Regions from separate parts of the Sus scrofa genome. Here region 2 is linked to region 1. A link is a contact called in public HiChIP or PLAC-seq data. All regions are on one chromosome and are shown on one strand. The core of a region is the stretch at or near the end of the contact, and the rest is flanking DNA. Distances in the headings are between cores, read along the strand shown. Region 1 overlaps PREX1 (phosphatidylinositol 3,4,5-trisphosphate-dependent Rac exchanger 1 protein). Region 2 has its middle 8.0 kb from the start of CSE1L.

Region 1 (2,700 bases), core at 78-2,577:
GGCTCTGCTTCAAAGGGCATCTCGATCTGACCGGTTCTCCCACTGCCACATGGTCCCCCGGGTGAGTCCCCCACCCGCCCCCACCAGCCCTGGGCTGGACTCATGCAGGCTCCGTTCGTGCTGCGTGTGTCTGTCCTTCACGTGCATCTGGATGTCCTCACGGCTCACTCCCCCACTTCGCACGGGCCTCAGGCCATGTGTACCCCCTCTGTAGACACTTGCTGAAAGAATCTTGGGAGATTCTGTCCTAAGAAAGTCACTTTTGTGCGGGGTGTGCTGCTGGCGTGCTGTGGTTAGTGAGACCAAGGTAGGAGTGAGTGCAGGGCCCTGGGAGGCCAGGGGGCAGGGATTCAGCCCCGAGATGTTGGCAGGAGGTGGTAACCAGATGCCAGGATGAAAAGCTTGGACTTAATCATGGTTAGGGACATTCATGCAGCACCTACTGTGTGCCGGGCCCTGGGCCAGCAAGTGCTTGCAGATATTCTCTTATTTAACTCTTCATAATAGCCCTTGAGGGAAATACCGTTGGCCCGTTTTACAGATGAGTAAAACCGAGGCCAGCGAAGCAGCAAGTGACTCGCCTCTGGAATCACAGTTTCTGAGTAGACTTGTTTGGTTTCTTCAGATGACTTCTCCATCTGCCCTGGCACGCTGCCATGTGGCCACCTCTGGCTGGACGGCCCTGGGCAGATGAGCCCCAGGCCAGCCCGAGCGGCCTCTTCCTCTTTCCTCAGCAGACACAAAATGATGAGTGTTGCCGTCACCATTCCTCCCTCTGGGACGCTGACTTCCTTTTTAGCTTGATGTGGCAGGAAATTCCGCAAAGAGAAAAAGGGAACCGAGGTGTTCGTGTGGAGCTGAGTCCAGGGTTCTGGGTCTGCGTCGCACGGCTCGTGGCTGGTGGCCGGGCCAAGCTTCAGGGCCACCCAGGTCTCTGCAGACTTGTGCCTTCCTTCAGGCATTCCTCCTCTGCCGTTTTCCCGAGGACTTGGCCCCGGGCCCTGGTCCACGGGGCTGGGGCATCTCTCTGGCAGGCAGAGCCCAGCCAGGCCTGTGGCTGCCTGTCACCCAGTGTCCCAGGGACCAGGGCTGGGTTGTCACCAGGAAGGGCTCTGCCATAGGGCGTGCATTGGAGCCCTGATTTTGCTCAAGGAGGTGGGTGGACAAATTTTTGTAGGACAATCGAGCACAGGTGATGACAATGTGGAAACGTGCTTCCTAAGCGCCCCTGCTTGCAGCTTGGGGCCCTCGGCCCAGGCCCGCAGGGTCGTGGCGAGGGTCCTGTGACCTCATGTTGGTGACTCACTCAGGACAGCATCCAGTGCTGAGTCATTTCCCAGGGGGCCTCGGCCACGACGCTTTGCCGTCTGGGCCTCGGTTCCTCCTCTGTGGGGTGTGGAGGGGCTGCACCTCTGGTAAGGCTCTGCCTCGTGGCTTCGGGCAACTTTTGAGGGCAGTCAATTGAGGCAGACCCTTCAGCGACACAGCATGTTGCCCTGGGACCCCCTGGGATCCCACGCTGAAAACGGGGTCCGAGAAAAAGTCCTCGGCACGGGGAAAAACCCCACACACTTGTACACCGTGATGTTCACCAAAGCCCCGTGTGTGAGAACTCATCGTTGGAAACAACCTAAATGTCCCCAAATGGGGAAATGGTAAGGTGACCAGGCACGCCCCCCTGCTCCGGCTGCCACAGACCAAGGAAAAGGTGACACGCCTGATTATGTGCAGCCTGTGATGGCAGCCATGCCTTCAGAACTGCACCAAAAGAAACTGTTGATGGTGACACACCAGAGTATTCATGTGGATGCTGTTGGAATACGTGATTGCCAGTTTTCTTATGTTGATTTTAGATCCTAAACTTTGGTGCCTGTCCCAGGCCCCTGGGCTAGTGCGTTACGAATGCAGATGTCTAGGCTCTATCCATCCCACTGATTTGGAGCCCTTGAGTGGCAGCGCCCAGGAATCGGCTTGGTCTGATCTTGGTTGTTTGTCGGGATGCTCTCTGTCCTCCTCTTCTGAGCAGCCCTCCTTGACTACCTGCCCGCTCCTGAGTTTCCCATGCTCCCTTGAGCCCTTCACATATCTGGGAGCTTCTACAAAGGCACAGGTTCCCTGGCTTTCCCAAAGCTCTTGAATCCCGTCAGCACTTCCTGGTACACCTCCTGGGCAAACGTGCTTTTTGAAAAGCTCCCTGGGTCATTTATATGCCATCCTTTGGACATCAGACCCCCCCTGGCTTAGGGATCAGCCCCACTTGGCTTTTACAGCCAGACTTCTAGTTGTGCCTTAATTTTAAATTGTAAAGAGAACAAACACATGCTCATAACATTAAAAGGATCAAAATGCAGAAAATAAGAAAGTCAATTCTGTGATAAGCTACCTCCTTGTACCTGCAAGCAATTTATTGACCATTTATTATATACCACGTGCTGGGGATGCAGCAGTGCACAAGACAGACAAAAGCCCTCATCTCCACTGAGTTTGCATTAAGAAAAGTCTAGAGTGTTAGCGAGTGATAAGTGCTATGGAAAAAAATGGCACAGGGTAAGGGGGGGTGGGTACTGGGAAGATGTGGCAGCTGTAAGTAGAGTGATCAGGGGTGGGCTTATTGAGGAGGAGATGTTGGAGCAAAGACCTGGAGGAGGGAAGGACATGCGTTGGGTGGCCACTTGGGGACAGGCATAGGGGACAGCCAGT
Region 2 (2,700 bases), core at 1-2,500, 250 kb before region 1:
TTCTCCCCCTGCTGCTCGGATCTGGCATGGAACTCTGGGGAGCCTGAGAATTCGAATTTCTATTGTCCATTTTTATTTCTTGATAATTCAACTTTTGAACCTGGACTTCCAGGTATTACAAAGATATTTACCAAAGAAGGAGGTTAGAACATTTTTTTTTTTGTCTTTTCTAGGGCCGCTTCCCACGGCATATGGGGGTTCCCAGGCTAGGGGTCAAATCAGAGCTGTAGCCACCGGCCTACACCAGAGCCACAGCAACGTGGGATCCAAACCGCGTCTGCGACCTACACCACGGGTCACGGCAACGCTGGGTCCTTAACCCACTGAGCGAGGCCAGGGATCGAACCTGCAACTTCATGGTTCCTAGTCAGATTCGTTAACCACTGCGCCACGACAGGAACTCCAAGAGCATGTTTTATTCGCAAGTTTATTAGCCTGGCATATAACTTTGAGGCTTAGTGGCTGTGAGCCCAACATTTGTATTTCTGCCCCAGAACCGGCAGATGTCAGTAGAGGGCTGTGCTCCCAGCCTTCTGGAGCCAGTGTCCCCTTGATCTACAACTGTTTGTTCCCCAGCACAGGAAGCAGCCCTTCTCGGTGTGAGACCCCTCCTTAGGGAGGGACTCAAAGGAGCATCAAAGAGGCAGTGGAGGAGGGAGATGAGGCAGGAGCTAACGGCTCTCAAGCACTGAGAGGTGATGTGGGGTAGAGGGCTCTAGAGCCAGACTGCAGGGCTTTGAATCTGTGTGGCTTTGGACAAGTTCGTTCTCCTCTCGAGCCCCATATAAAAAATGGGGTGTGATGATGATAATAAGTACCTACCTTACGGAGCTGTCCTGAGGATTAAAGGGGATGATGTGAGCAGAGCAAAATGCAAATGATCATTCTTCCTTTGATCACTGCTCTGCTGCTGGGTGCTGTCACAGAAATGACAGGGGGAAAACAGGCTGAACAATGGCTGAAATGGCAAGCGCCTATAAAATGACCAAAAGGGAAGCCTAACAGAGGGAATAAAATTCTCTTTCCCTTCTTCTTTGGTGGAGGGGAAGGGGAAGTGTGACCAGGGAATGTGGAGCCTCAAACTGGAGCCCTTTGGGCACCTTCGAGTTGCAGATTGAGCACCTTCCCCAATGTTCTCAGGGGAAGCAGGTGCCTGGGGCCAATTTCTGTCATGGCGGCTATGGAGGAGTGGGTCTTTGGGCGGCAACTTCCTCTTCAAGCTGAGCAAGGCAAATGGAGAGTGGAACTGCCAGCGGAAAGAAAGGAAATGACCAAGACAGCACAGGAAATGACCTAATATTCCTGAGTTTGTGAACCGTCCCATGATCATCCTAGAATTTCCACTTAAAAAAAAAAAAAACTAAAAAAAAAAAAAAAAAGGCTCTGCATTTTTCCTTCACTTAAATTCATTGAGTGGGGAGTTCCCTCGTGGCCTATTGGTTAAGGACTCAGTATTGTCACTGCTGTGGCGCAGACTAATGCTGTGGCTTGGGTTCAATTCCTGACCTGGGAATTTCTGCATGCTGCTAGCACAGTACTCTTCCCCGCCAAAAAAATTCATTGAGAGAATTTTGTATCTGGTACTGTGTTCCAGTGGGTGAGATTATCATAAACAAAACAGCCATGGTCACTGCCCCCATTCCAGTGGGGGAGACACAGCAAGCAGACTGCTGCAGATGGCAGTGAGCTCAGAGGAGGACATCAAAATGGGAACAAGGAGTTAGCATGTGGGTTGAAGCCAGGAGGAGGAACTGGCATGACGTGACCTAGAGAGAGGGCATTCCAGGCAGAGGAATAGCATGGGCAAAGGCCCTGAGGCAGGAACAAGTGTGGAACTCTTAAGAAGTCATGACTTAAAAAACTGAGGTAGGAGTTCCTGTTGTGGCTCAGTGGTTAACGAACCTGACTGGGAACCATGGGATTTCGGGTTCGATCCTTGGCCTTGCTCAATGGGTTAGGGATCTGGCGTTGCCCTGACCTGTGGTGTGAGTGGCAGATGTAGCTCGGATCCCGTGTTGCTATGGCTCTGGCATAGGCAGGCGGCTACAGCTCGGATTAGACCCCTAGCCCTGGAACCTCAGCATGCCACGGGAGCTGCCCTAGAAAAGGCAAAAAGACCAAAAAAAAAAAACAAAACAAAAAAAAAACACACAAAAGGCAAAAAACAAAACTGAGGTACAGTTGATTTACAGTGTTGTGTTAGTTTCAGATGTATAGCAAACTGACTCTGATCTATTTATCTATATATCTTTTTCAGATTCTTTTTCATTAGAGGTTATTATAAGATATTATATATAGTTCCCTGTGCTTTACTAGTAAGTCCTTGTTTATCTGTTTTAGAAATAGTAGTATGTATCTGGAAATCCCAAGCTCCTAAATTATCCTTCCCTCCCCCCTTTCCTCTTTGGTAATCATAAGTATGTCTACTTCTGTTTCATAAATAAGTTCATTTGTGTCATTTTTTTTAGATTCCACATACGAGTGATATATTTGTCTCTTTTTTTTTTTTTTGGTTTTTTTGTCATTTCTTGGGCTGCTCCCACAGCAGATGGAGGTTCCTAGGCTAGAGGTCAAATTGAAGCGTAGCCACTGGCCTACGCTAGAACCACAGCAATGCAGGATCTAAGCCGCGTCTGCGACCTATACCACAGCTCACGGCAATGCTGGATCCTTAACCCATTGAGCGAGGCCAGGGATCAA

What was found. HiChIP or PLAC-seq counts read pairs in DNA pulled down with a chosen protein or histone mark.
Region 2: a contact with region 1 is called in an H3K27ac HiChIP or PLAC-seq map of alveolar macrophages. The contact joins two enhancer-like sites.

Annotation. Positions count from the first base shown.
Region 1 is chr17:50,487,673-50,490,372 of Sscrofa11.1, reverse strand. The region is part of intron 1 of PREX1 (phosphatidylinositol 3,4,5-trisphosphate-dependent Rac exchanger 1 protein); the gene reads left to right. Among named protein-coding and RNA genes, the nearest start is that of PREX1, 61 kb to the left of the region's middle. Within about 2 kb of position 1,327, at least 30 of the 83 cell types and tissues checked have an H3K27ac peak or open chromatin away from gene starts, as enhancers often do. A contact at or near this core is called in alveolar macrophages, where this site is marked.
Region 2 is chr17:50,735,656-50,738,355 of Sscrofa11.1, reverse strand. No RefSeq gene overlaps it. Among named protein-coding and RNA genes, the nearest start is that of CSE1L, 8.0 kb to the left of the region's middle. Within about 2 kb of position 1,250, at least 30 of the 83 cell types and tissues checked have an H3K27ac peak or open chromatin away from gene starts, as enhancers often do. A contact at or near this core is called in alveolar macrophages, where this site is marked.